Linked DNA regions of Mus musculus: all the other regions are linked to region 1. A link is a contact called in public Hi-C data. All regions are on one chromosome and are shown on one strand. The core of a region is the stretch at or near the end of the contact, and the rest is flanking DNA. Distances in the headings are between cores, read along the strand shown. Region 1 holds the start of Zfp420 (zinc finger protein 420). Region 2 has its middle 22 kb from the start of Zfp382. Region 3 has its middle 18 kb from the start of Sipa1l3.

What was found. A called contact is a pair of places that touch in the nucleus more often than the background predicts.
Region 2: a contact with region 1 is called in a Hi-C map of embryonic stem cells, with 2.4 times the contacts expected there. The contact joins the enhancer-like site here to the promoter of Zfp420 in region 1. A contact is called at or near these places in 2 of 39 promoter capture datasets (cranial neural crest and liver), 3 of 484 Hi-C or Micro-C datasets (embryonic stem cells, liver and myocytes) and 3 of 9 other capture datasets (adipose tissue, liver and pancreatic islet).
Region 3: a Hi-C map of regulatory T cells shows a contact between it and region 1, with 3 times the contacts expected there. The contact joins the enhancer-like site here to the promoter of Zfp420 in region 1. A contact is called at or near these places in 2 of 39 promoter capture datasets (embryonic stem cells and liver), 2 of 484 Hi-C or Micro-C datasets (CD4 T cells and regulatory T cells) and 2 of 9 other capture datasets (adipose tissue and liver).

Annotation. Positions count from the first base shown.
Region 1 is chr7:29,857,165-29,861,527 of GRCm38.p6, reverse strand. It overlaps Zfp420 (zinc finger protein 420), which reads right to left and starts at 1,549. Exons shown (of 4, transcript NM_172740.2): 1 at 1,435-1,549; 2 at 460-512.
Region 2 is chr7:30,141,400-30,145,824 of GRCm38.p6, reverse strand. No RefSeq gene overlaps it. Among named protein-coding and RNA genes, the nearest start is that of Zfp382, 22 kb to the right of the region's middle. Within about 2 kb of position 2,129, at least 161 of the 459 cell types and tissues checked have an H3K27ac peak or open chromatin away from gene starts, as enhancers often do. A contact at or near this core is called in adipose tissue, embryonic stem cells and pancreatic islet, where this site is marked.
Region 3 is chr7:29,520,904-29,525,049 of GRCm38.p6, reverse strand. It overlaps 4932431P20Rik. Among named protein-coding and RNA genes, the nearest start is that of Sipa1l3, 18 kb to the right of the region's middle. Within about 2 kb of position 2,644, at least 6 of the 459 cell types and tissues checked have an H3K27ac peak or open chromatin away from gene starts, as enhancers often do. A contact at or near this core is called in regulatory T cells, where this site is marked.

The DNA of each region.
Region 1 (4,363 bases), core at 300-2,799:
CAAACCAAAACCAAAACAAAAAACTGAAACAAAAGCTAAATTCTCCCAAAAGTTACATAAATAGTACAAGAATGCTCTTTCTTTTAATTTGAGCATCAAATCCATTCTTTATAAATGTATCCAGTATTGGAAAACATCTATTACAAATTACACATTTTCATTACTCTCAAAATATAAACATCAAATGCCATTGAGTTAATGCATGCCTTTAACCCAGAACTTGGAAGGAAGAGGACGATGGGTCTTTATGATTTCAAGGCCAGTGTGTACTACATAAAGAGGTTCAAACCAGGCAGAGACCTGCCTCAAAAATAAGTAAATAGGAATAAATAAATTGCCTTGTTCCTCCATTATAAGAGAAGACTTGGGTAGGAGACAGTCACAAAAACAACAATAAAGTAAAACAAAGATCGTTTTCTGACATGATAAAGGCTGTTGAGGAGACAAATATCTGCTTACCTCAAACTTCCCTTCTAGATGGACAATGGCCATTTTTCCTCTTCTGTGTTGTACTTTGAGAATAAAAAAGTTAAATGAGATGCTATGTTGTTCTTGCCATATACTCTGAATTAGAGACAACCTCTTCCTCCGTCCCCACAGAGGGGTTAAGTCTTTACATTCTGGGAGTAATTGGGGAGAGACAAAGTCACAAGCAACTCAGGATCCTTTGGTAGATTCATGGTGGGGACCCCCCATGAATTCCAACAAAATTTCACCGTTGTACCCTACCACATCAGGGAAGGATCACAGGTAGAAACAAGAAAATTTCCACAGTCACATTGCTAGTGTCACAATTTACACTGTCAGAGCTACACCGTTGGAGCACTAACTCGTATATAGGACCCAAGCATGTACAATAACCAAACATTCTGTCAGGGACAAATACTGTCAGCGACATTCTTTTACAAGGGTGAACTTCTACTTTCTTTACAATCATGAGTACAGCACACAGCATCCTACAGTCACACACATACACACACGTACACACATAAACACACACGCATACATTCATACACACGCACTCACACAGTCACCCAAATGGGAGAACACTATAAAAGTCACAGGCGACGGAAACAAGCAATCGTAATCTCAGTGACACTATCACACATGTCTTCCGAGGCAAGCCAGTTATGCACAGGATACCAGGTACATCAACAACCTCAGAGTGACATAAACATCTAAATACCTCGCTATAACAGCACCGTTTCTCCACCATACACGTGGGCCGACACCATCAGTCCCAGAAACATCTCTAGTGAGATAAGCAACAATCACACACACCCTTGTGTGTCACAACTCATTCACACACAGCACGCCAACCACAAACCAAGGGTCGCAACAGGCTCCAAAAGCACAGGCTTGTGGCGTATACACGGGAGACACCGCCACCTAATGCCACAGACACGTCCTCCAGACGTTCCTCAGCACGCTCACCTCCGAGGGAAGCTCAGGGTCCCGCCTCCTGCGCCGGGCTCCACTACAGGCAGCCTGCTCTATGGGATGCTTAGGAGATCCTCCAGACACAACCCTCTCGTGACGCAAGTACCCCGAACTCTCGCCAGGAAACGGAAACGGCGTTCTGCTCCCGGTGGCTCTGGGAAATGTAGTCCAATGGCTGGGGCCAATGCCTGCCCCCCCCTCCCTCCCCTCCACCTTCTCTCTCACCCCTCCCTCTTTCCCTTCCACCTCTCCCCTCCCTTCCCCCTCTCTCCTTCCAAACCGCTCCTCTTTCCTCCCTCTCTCCCCCCAATCGCAATATTTGTGAGGTGATTTATACCTGTGGTAATGAGATTTTATACCACATGTGGGGTTGCTCAACAGAGATTCAGCCACTGTAGTTTGTTTGTGAAGGGTCACTACATATTTCTGGAATAATTGACTAGTTGCTCATGATGATCTGTGTTATCTTTCACCTGTATCCACTTCCAAACGACTTTCAAAGAACCCTTAAGTTTCCACTTCATTGGTTTGAAGGAGAATGGCCCCCACAGGCTCATATATTTGGATGTTGGTTCTCAGTTAGGAGATGTGGCCTTGTTGCAGGGGTGTACCTCTGTAGGTGGGCTTTGAGGGTTCAAGCCCAAGTGAGGCCTTAGAATCAGATGTGAGTTCTCACCTACTTGCTCTAGGGCAGAGCCTGCCTGATGCCATATTTCCTACCATGTTGACCACAGACTCACCCTCTGAAACTGTCTGCAAGCCTCTAATTAAAAGTGTTTTTTTCTTTTTTTCAGCCAGGCAGGGCTGACACACTCCTTTGATCCTAACACTTGGGAGGCAGAGGCCAGCAGATCTCTAAATTCAAGGCCAGTCTGGTCTACAGAGCAAGTTCTAGGAGAGCCAGGGCAATACAGAGAAACTCTGTCTTGAAAAAACAAAAGTATTTTTTCCTCCCAGAGGCAGAGTTAGGTGAATCTCTGAATTTGAGGCCAGTCTGGTCTATAGAACAAAGTCTAGGATACTCAGGGTTACACAGAAAGACTCTGTCTCTCTCATTCATATATATATATATATTTTTTTTTCCAGTAAGCTTGTATTTTTCAAAACCAACTTAAGTGTGCTTAAATGCTTTAACCTCCCTTCTAGCCTACCACCCACCAGAGGCAGTGGAAAGGAAAGGTTAATAGGGCAGAGGAGGATGTGGGCTGTTTAGAAATAGTTCTTTGGGGCAATCCCAGTCTTTGTTGTCAGGATAGCAGCAGGCAGTTCAATTCACAGGAATCAGCAGTGGTAGCTCGACTCACTTGTAAGCAATATTCACGAATCAGCCATAGCAGTGGCTTGCGTCCATCCAGAAGAAACCTCAAGGCTCTTCCAAATTGGCCAGAGTCCACAGAAGCAGCAAGAAGCCACTGGAATGCCACCGGAAGTTCTTTGGTGTGTTTCTCTCTACGAAATCACAACAAACGGTGACTAGCAAAGAATAGCAAGATGACCCACTGTCACCCAACACCTATGTCTGTTGGGTTATACTTATACCCTTTTCAAACATCACATGTTCTCTCAAGCATCTGCTAACAAAACATCACATGCCTTCTTTCCAAGTAGCTTCCAGAAAAACACCACGTGTCTGTTCTCAGCAAAACAACTTCCCACATGTCTGCTTCAGCACAACCATAAGACAGTTTCCAGAAAACTATCCATGTCACAAAGAGACCAGAACTTTCCACTTCATTTTCCTGTGTTGCCTTAGTCATGGGGTCTTCTCACAGCAATAGGAGAGTATCTAAGACAAATGCAGTGCCTACCTCGGGAAGGAACTGCTACAGGAATGGAGGCCAAAGGGAAGCTCAGCTTTACCTAGAATGTGGAGCAAGTTTTCTACAAGAAGAAGAAATCTACACATTATCTTGGTAATGAAAAATAAATAGTGAAGACACATTCAAAGTGGGCATTAAGAAGACTGTGTATAATGGCAAAATTTTCAGGATTTGACAAAATAAGAATTTGGCACACAGGTGAATATGGAAGAAATTGACTCTAATGCCAGGAAAGGAATGACAAGGATGAGAACAAGCAGGGAAAGAGGGAGGAGTCCTTCTTCCATGTCCTTAATGTAGGTTTCCAGGTGTGGCCCTAATTAGAGGCAGATCTTTCCACCCCAAAAGATCTGGATTAAAGGTGGGTCTTCCTACCTCAAAGGTCCAGATAAGAAGTAGACCCCCCTCATCAAATGATTTAATTAAGAAAAAAATCCCTCACAGGTGTGCTCGTTTTGGAGTTTTATTTAACTTGAGATGCAGTCAAGTTGTCAACTAAAATATCCATAATAGATGCTTGTAAAACAAATAAAACAATAACTATATTTAGAGACAATATTCAAGGCTTGTCACAATATAACATAATCACATTTTGTTCAAGAGACAGACAAACAAAACCTACCAAAGTCATATCATCCAAAAATTAATGCTCCAAGCTTGCCATCAACCATGATTGATATTACAGATAATAATAGACTTTTTGTTTTTAATTTTTTAAAATTTTGTTTAAGATGGGGTACGTTACATAGCTCAGTATATCCTGGAACTCACTTTGTAGACCAGATAAAGTCAAGTTGATAGCCAAAGATGGCCACTACAAGTTCATATCATATCTCCTTACATCATGCTTAATTTCAAAATAAAAAATAAGCAGGTTATAATTATGTCGAATAAAGCTATACCTTATACAATTGCAAATGCATTATAAATTTAAGATAGGTGGCAGTGTGTCTTGGACATTCTTTTAGTATCTCAAACTTAAGTATGATAACCATTGATAATTTCTTAATTGATGCTATATCACACGATAAAGAAATTAGAGAAAGAAAACAAATATCTTAACAAAATTTGACAGAAACATGTCAATCATAGTCTATTTTCTG
Region 2 (4,425 bases), core at 880-3,379, 280 kb before region 1:
GGGCCCTGCATATCCAGGTGAACAGGAGGCGGCAGCTGGAGAAGAGGCTGGACACAGAGAAAGGATGTGTAACTGGGGGGGGGGGGGTCCCAGAAAGCAGCTTCTCGTAGGAAATAAGTAGCGATAGATGCTACATTACAGTTGCCAGTTACGCTGGCCTCCTGTTGTCCTCGAGATAAAATGGAGGTTGGAGAATTGGGGAAAGGGGGTGTCATGTGTGCACCTTTCACAATGTAGGTTTTTAAAAGCAGGAAGATTTTGCCTTAAAAAATAATAATGACAAGAAGGAGTTTCTGTGGCTAAAGAGATGGCTCAGAGGCTGGCGCTGTGGCAGAGGACCTGAGTTCAGTTCCTAGCACCACCGTGGACAGTTCCCAGCAGCTAGTAACTGCAGATCCATCCAGGACATCTGGTGTTCTCTTGAGGGAACACACACACACACACACACACACACACACCCCAAAGCTTCAAGTCTAATTAGCTAAATGAAACTGATCTGATTTTTTTGGTTTTTTTAAAAAGTATCTTAAGAATGGTTTGCAGAATTTTTTTCTGAGGCCCTAAGGTTGAGCTGGGAGGGTGAGAGTGGACTTGTGTAAGTTAGGCAAGTGCTCTTAACCACTGAGCTGCACTCCCCATTGGTTTTTTAAACTGTAAATTCTCAATGGTGCTTTGCTTATTCTAACATATTAGTCATCATTCACTCTGCGGTTTCTCAATCTACAGTGATGCTCCCTCAAATTTTTATTTTTCTTCATTAAAAATAATTAAGGGGCTGGAGAGATGGCTCGGAGGTTAAGAGCACTTGACTACTCTTCCAGAGGTCCTGAGTTGAAGTCTCAGCAACTACATGGTGGCTCACAGCCATCTGTAACAGCCCTCTTCTGGTGTGTCTGAAGACAGCTACAGTGTAGTCATAGGAATAAAATAAATTTAGAAAAATAATTAAAACAAAAATCTCAGCACACACCTTTAATCCCAACACTCTGGAGGCAGCAGTAGATGGATCCCTTTTAATTCGAACTCAACTAGGGCTACACAGTGAGTTCCCATTCCAAAAAATGTAAAATAAAATAATGAATAGATCAGCAGAGAGTGGTGGCACTTGTCCTTAGTCCCCGCACTCTGGGTGCAGAGGCAGATGGATTTCTGAGTTCGAGGCCAGCCTGGTCAATAGAGTGAGTTCCAGGACAGTCAGGGCTACACAGAGAAACCCTGTCTCGAAACAAAATAAAAGGAATCAGCCAATTACACTTTTTTTTTTTTTAAAGATTTATTTATTTATTATATGTAAGTACACTGTAGCTGTCTTCAGACACTCCAGAAGAGGGAATCAGATCTCGTTACGGATGGTTGTGAGCCACCATGTGGTTGCTGGGATTTGAACTCCTGACCTTCGGAAGAGCAGTCGGGTGCTCTTACCCACTGAGCCATCTCACCAGCCCCCCAATTACACTTTTTAAGTTGCCCATGAAAATAAAACAGCAACTATTATGGAAGTTTAAACAATGCCAACTAGCCAAGACGAGTTTTCTCACGTACTCCACTAGCGTCACATAATAAGCAACTTCACGAGTCCTCATGGACTTCGAACACAAACACTTCAAAATTCGACTCAATCAAAATGGTATTGACCACTTGTAGTCTACATCCTAGAGGCCCCCAAGGCAACTGCAATCCCGTTCACTCTCCAGAGTCCTAAGCTGTCAAACAAATCGACTCACTTTAAATCGCAGACACACTCGTTTCCCCCTTACCATTCGGGTTAACAATCGTTTCCTAAAACTGTCCTATACAGAACAGACTCAAAAAGACACACAAGTGGAGTCTTCTGGGCAAGAATCCAAACAAACCAAAACTCTGGCGCGGGCCGGGCTCGCTTCCCTCCTTCCCTCCGGGAGGCGCGCCCTCAGCTCCCGCCCTGGCTACATTCTCTCCGCTCGCTGCCTCTACTGCCTGGGCTCCCCCTGTACTCCCCGGGTTTTTTCTTCTTTGTCTACCCTAACCCAGCCTTCCCCTTCAGCTTGCCCAGCCGGGCTCGCTCAATACCCGCCCACTTCACCCAGACCCATTGGGATCACCTCCGACCGCTGGTTAGAACTGTGCGCCTGCGCGGGGAGGCGCGCTCGTTCTATCCCGGGGGTCTTTGCGGTGGGTCGGTGGTGTTGCTGGCCACACTCACCTTCCTGACATCCGGGTTTTGCAGACCTTGCACTACATTTCCCACCGACCACCGGGCCACGTTCAAACCTCTGATTTTTGGGTCTGAGTCTGGCTTGCTTGCACCAGAACTCCAAAGTGGAGTTCGCGTTTGTGTGTGCCTACTTGCGGGCGTTTGTGTGATGAGGCCATGATTAAATGCGTGGCTGGGCTTGGGTACCTGCGCTGACAAGGAGCCTTTTGAGTGACTTCCATGATTTGTGATGTGGGCTGTGATGGATTTGAAGTCCTCCATCGTTAGGATGCTGCTGCCTTGACTTAGTATTATACTGACTGGGTTCATGGGGCAGGGCTCCATTCCTGCACTTCCAATTTGTTTAGAGTCTGTTGAGGAGTGTGCTTTTGCCTCTGAAGACTAAAAATGGTGCTTACATTAAACAGTCACCTTCCAATGAAGCATGGATTGATTGTTTTCCTCGGGGACTCCTGGCCTCCGGTGCCTGAGTAAATACAGCCAGGTATCAGTAGAATGAGTGCCTAGCTCGACGCCAATTTTTGATTTTTGTTTTTTGAGACTGGTCTCTCAGTTATGTACTTCTGGTTGTCCTGGATCTCCCGATATAAACCAAACAGGTCTCAAACACAAAGATCTACAACTCTCTGCCTCTGAGGTCCTGGGATTAAAGGAATGAATCATGACACTTGGCCTTTTATTTTTGTCTATCTGCATTTTTTTTCAAAAGGTTGCCAATAAGTCTGGCATGGTAGTGCACACCTTAAATTCCGGTCGGGACTGGGGAGGCAGAGGCAGGCAATCTCTGAGTTCTAGCCCAGCCTGGGCTACAGAGTGAGTTCCAGGGTCGCCAGGGCCACACAGAGAAACCCTGTGCTTTGCTGCCTCCTTCCTTCCTAGCCCTGCAGTCTTGAACCCTGGCTCTGTAAATGCTCCTTCTAGCTGGGACGGCGGTAAGCTTTTGTAGAAAGAAAGATGGTGGTAGATCTTGCTGAGCTCCTGTCATCCGTTCCTCCCACAACTCACTCCAACACACACTCAGCGGCTGAACAGCAAGATCTGAGGGATGGTGGCATGCTCTCTGAAGACCGTTTCTCTTTTCGACTCACTTAGTTTCAAACAAGTCTTCAACGTTTCACAACCCCCTCCCCAAATGCAGCATATGATAGGAACCAAGGGTATAGACTCAGGAGCCTGTCGGGACACATTTATATTCAAACCATAACTTGAGATTCTGAGGCAAAATGATAAGCATTTTGAGGGCAGCCTAGGCTGCTGAGTGTGCCCTTGCCTCAAAGTACATTAGAAGAATCTCAGAGGATGTGTGCTGCAGGAGAAAATATGATCAAGAATGCAGAATACACCTACATTTTTTTGTTGTTCCAAGATGAGGTTTCTCTGTCCAGGAACTCACTTTGTAGACTAGGCTGGCCTCTAACTCACTAAGATCCATCTGCCTCTGCTTCCTGAGAGCTGGGACTAAAGGTGTGTGCTATCATGCCTGAATAGACCTTTCAAACAAAGAATTTTAACTATATTTGTGTGTATGTATATGTGCAGGCATGTTCCTGGAAGTCAAGAGGACAACATCCATGGGTCAGTTCTCTCCATCCATTGTACAGGTCCCAGGGATCCAACTCAGGTCTTCAGGCTTGACAAAGCCATTTCACTGTCCCCCAAATGTATTCATGTAGCATGTCACAAATAATACTGCTCAAAACCAAGGGCAAAACCACACTGGCCACTACTTAATGCCATTCCCAATGATTGCATGTACACTAATGGGCATGCAAAGGTTTTTGGTCAGCCACTATGCTCTCCTTTAAAGAATGCCCCACAGAGCAGGGCATGGTAGCGCACGCCTTTAATCCCAGCACTTGGGAGGCAGAGGCAGGCGAATTTCTGAGTTCGAGGCCAGCCTGGTCTACAAAGTGAGTTCCAGGACAGCCAGGGCTATACAGAGAAACCCTGTCTCGAAAAACAAACAAAAAATGCCCCACAGAACACATGGCCCATTATATTTCACACAGGTGTGCTCTCTAAATCTCCCACCCCCAGACACGAAGCCTGCCATTTAAGGCTTATTAGATGGACAGGTGTTGCAACTAGGGTCAAATGCAACGCCCGTCTTGTAGCGTGAGTTGTTGATTCAAGGAAAAGTGTGGTGGTTTGAATAAGAATGGCATGTATCGTTCATACTTTTCTCTTGTAGTTGAACACTTAGTTGCCATGGAATGACACTATTTGAGAAG
Region 3 (4,146 bases), core at 1,395-3,894, 340 kb after region 1:
AAAGACCACACCAGGCCCAGTCTCTCTCTCTGCCTGTGGCTCAGGATGTAGTTTTCAGCTACCTCTCCAGCGTGTTTCCTGCCATGATGATGAGAGTTTTCCCCTTCATAAGGTTTGCTTTGCTCATGGTGTCTCTTCGCAGCAACAAGACAGCGAGTAAGACACTCTTCCCTTCTAGGAAATTCCTCTTCACACAGGGTGGTTCCTCTGACAATGCTCCCAAATGTCTGTGTGCCACCGTCACTGTGCCTCACTGTTACGTCTGTACGGTTATTTGGAAATTGGTAGCCCCCTTCTTTTGAGGTGACAACAATGGTCTGTCCTGGTTCTTGCTTTTGTGGACCATATATAGCTTTTGTGAAGTGCCTATTACCATAAGATGTATAGAGGCCCACCGATAACATGTTAATGCCCTAAAAACCCGTGCCTTACCTTGCTTTGTTGAATGGTGTCGTTCAGAAGCTTCAAAAAATCAATCCACTTAGGAATGAGCCTAGAAGTCGCCATCCAGGCCTAGTTTCCCCCTGGCCCTTCTTAGGAAGGTGGCTTACGGACCTGCGGGTACCCAAGAGAGTGGAGCTTAGTTTGGCTCGAGGTTTAGGTTTTGTCTCCCTTTGTTGTGTGATAGCCTGTATATCCTAGGCTGGCTTTGAACTTCCTGTACAGCAGAGGATGGCTTCACCTCCTGGTTCCTCTGCTCACAGCTCCTGAGTGCTGGGGATGACAGTCATGCCTGGCTTATGCAGTGCTAGGGATGGAACCCGGGGCTTCGTGGATGCAGAGTGTGTGCTCTGCCACAGAGCTTCATCTCTAAACCCACTTTTCCTCATTTGTAAGATGAAAATGCCAATCTTGCCTGCTTTATACCATGCTCTATCTTCAATGTTCCGAGGACTAGACAGAATTCCCGAGAGAGCCTTGATATGCATACTCTGAAGCAGCAGACAGCCACCATTGGCTCCAAGAGGCCTTGGGTTTCCATTTCTTTTCCTATCTCATCTCCTCCTTTCCGTTTCCCCGTTCTGCTTATCCCCTCTTCCTCCCCTCCCCCTCCCTTTTGCTTTTTTTCTTTTCTTCCCCTTCCCTTCTTCATACTCCCAGTTGCTCTATAAACATGACGACTAAATTTATACCGTGGCCAGCAGAGGGCAGTGAAGGCCAACCATGACTGCTGTGGGAAGGACCCAGTCTCTGAGAGAGGATGTTTCCCAGGGTGTTATTCCAGCCCTGCTGCTCGGCAGTGTTTTAGGAACTTATTAGATTGCTTAGTACAAGTCCTTTTAGCCTGAGGCAGTGGCCCACACCTAGAATCTCAGCACTCTGGGGACAGAGGCAGGCAAATCTCTCTGAATTTGATCTCTCTGAATTCCTCCTCTATATTCTGAGCTCCATGACAGCTAGGACTGTGTAGAGATACCCTATCTCAGTGCTCCCCAAACCCCCCCAAAAATGAGGAAGAAAGGGGGAGCAGAAGAGAAGGAAGGAAGGGCAAATTGTCGTGGACCAAACCCAGCCCTACTGCATTGTAAACTCCTATATAAGACCCAGTGATAACCTGGCTTTTAACAAGCTCTCTAACTGATCTCTTGCACACTAGCATGGAGGGCCATTTGCTTAGAAAGCTGTTGGAGTTTGCTGTGAGAAACGGCATGGGCCTTTAGAAGCAGAGTCAGCAGAATCTCCCCTCCAGTGTGGCTAAGCCCTGTGTCTGCAGAGAGGAAGCCGCAGGCAGGACATTTATGTAGAGTGAGTGGGAATCTGTTCGGAGAAGGAAGGACGTGTGTTCAAGACTACCTGCAGTTCCAGTTCTTGGGTGGCTGAGGCAGGAGAACCAGATAATGATTGGGGTCGAGGCTATCCTGGGTTAAACAGAAAGGGGCATGCCAGCCAGGACTATTATGTGACTGACCCTATCCCCAACCCTCAAATCAAGATGTAAGAGCCAATGCACAGTTCTGAACTCACCTGTATCAGAGATAGGGAGGCTCTGCTAGCTCACTACTGCTCATCAGACCCACAATTTACCTCACTCGGTCCTCCTTACTCCCCAGAACCAGAGATGATATCATGTGTGGAAATTTTGCAGTCCCTGCCAGTAGCTCCTATTGTTCTCAGTATACCCATTGAGTCCCCCCTTTTCTTCACCAGCCTACAAAATTCACAGTTGGGATCCTTTGGGTTATCACTGCTGGGATTTGGGGGTGGAGGGAACACAAATGAGTCTTCACTAAGGTTTGTGTTTTCTGTCAGTCCTTCCTTGAGCTCATTCATCAGGATGAACCAGAGAAAACCCCTCCCCTAAGCCCTTCCCAACTTCATCCTTAGACTCAAGGCTGATCCCTAAGAATGAGTCTGGAATGAGTTCTGGAGGACTTGGTTCCAATGGTAGTGACTGACAGCTTGATAACTCAGAAATGATTTATTGGTAGCACTCAGTCTGTAGTCAGAGTGATTATGAGACTAAGATATGCTATTTTCCTGATGTCTGCAGAGAAAACCCAGGTCTCTGTGTTTGTGTGTGTGTGTGGGGGGGGCAGGTTGTTTGTTTGTTTCTTTTAATTTTCCTTAGATCCAATACACAGACTGTATCTGAGGAAAAGCAGGTGGCCTATGAGCCCTGCCTTATGAGAGACCTGCCTGCAGGGGGCAGTCTACTCCACCACACTGCATGCCTCTGGGCACTCCTTGGCTTCATAGAATCTAACAGCATATGAGATAACAGACTTCTTGCTTCCTAGACTTTACAGTTTAGCAGGCAAAGGAGACATCAACAAACGGTCACAAAGTTAACAATGGGACAATTGGAGTGATAGGTTATTACATTTTTTTCTTCTTCAGTCTTTAACTGTTTCAAACTTAAATCCCATGGTGTGCTTGCTGGTATGTGTGCACACTCAGGTGGTCCTCCTGCCTCAGTCTTTCGGGGAGCTGGCTGCTGTGAGTGTACTTAACAAGGAGCGAGCACCCAAAAGGGGGAGGGTATGCATCCTGTGCTTTGCTGGCAGACCCTGAATGAATTAGAAGGCCTTGCCTTCCAGGCAGGCCTCACATTTGGGGACAGGCGTGCAGGTAGTCCAGCTGGGACCAGAAGGGCCTCATTCACTGCCTATAAACTAGAGAGGCCACCTTGGCTTATTCTGTTCTTTGAATGGCATTACAGCTATGGAGCTGAAACTTGTCCACGTGGTCTTCTGAGAGCATGACTCTTGGACTTTGGGCAGATTCAATAGGCTAGAATGCACTTTAACTTTCGTTATGGCTGACAAACATACTTTAATATGGTGGGCTAGTTTCCAGTGAATAGACGAGGTAGCTCAGATAACTGGGAATAGTAGCACCTAGTCACAAATATAAATAGCACCGGCCACAGAGAACTGACCAGGCATTTTACATAATACTGTTTTCTTTCTTTCTTTTTTAATTCTGTGTATGTGTTGGGAGGGGGCATGTGCACATGAGTGCAGGTGCCCTGGAAGGTGGCCGGTAGAGGGTGTCAGATCCCCTGGAACCTGAATTACAGGTATTTGTGAACTGTTTAACATGGGTTCAGGAGACTGGTCCCATGTCAGAGGTCCAAGAGTATGTGCTCTTGACCTCTGAGCTATCTCCCTAGACCCCATTTAGTTCTTCCGAAGGTACTATGTGAGTTAGCTCTTATCCCCCCTTAGCTTTTAAGACGAACATGGAAAGACTATTGGGATACCAAGGGCCATAGGAGCAAAGCGTCACCATCTCACAGCTGGCTACCTGTCCTGTTTCCTCTTCATAACACTGACCTGGTTCTATCCTTTCTGTATCCCTCTAAAGGTGTCCTGTGCATATCGGAGTATAATACATATTCTACATATGTCTGTACACAGTATACATACATTCTCACTCTATCTAGAGATGAGCTCATATTAATATATAGAGCTATACTTCATTTTATAACAGTTGCCAGTTGCAGAGTATATGCCTGACCCTTCACCCAAATTCCTATTAATAACTATTGGTCCTGTGTGTATGGGGGGAGGGGCTATCTCATGTAGCCTAGGCAAGCATCAGCCTTGCAGTGCAGCCAAGGAACTCCCAGTCCTCCTGCCTCCACTTCCCTAGTGAATTTCCCGGTAAATTACAGACCTTCTGCCAGTGTATTTGGCTTGTTAA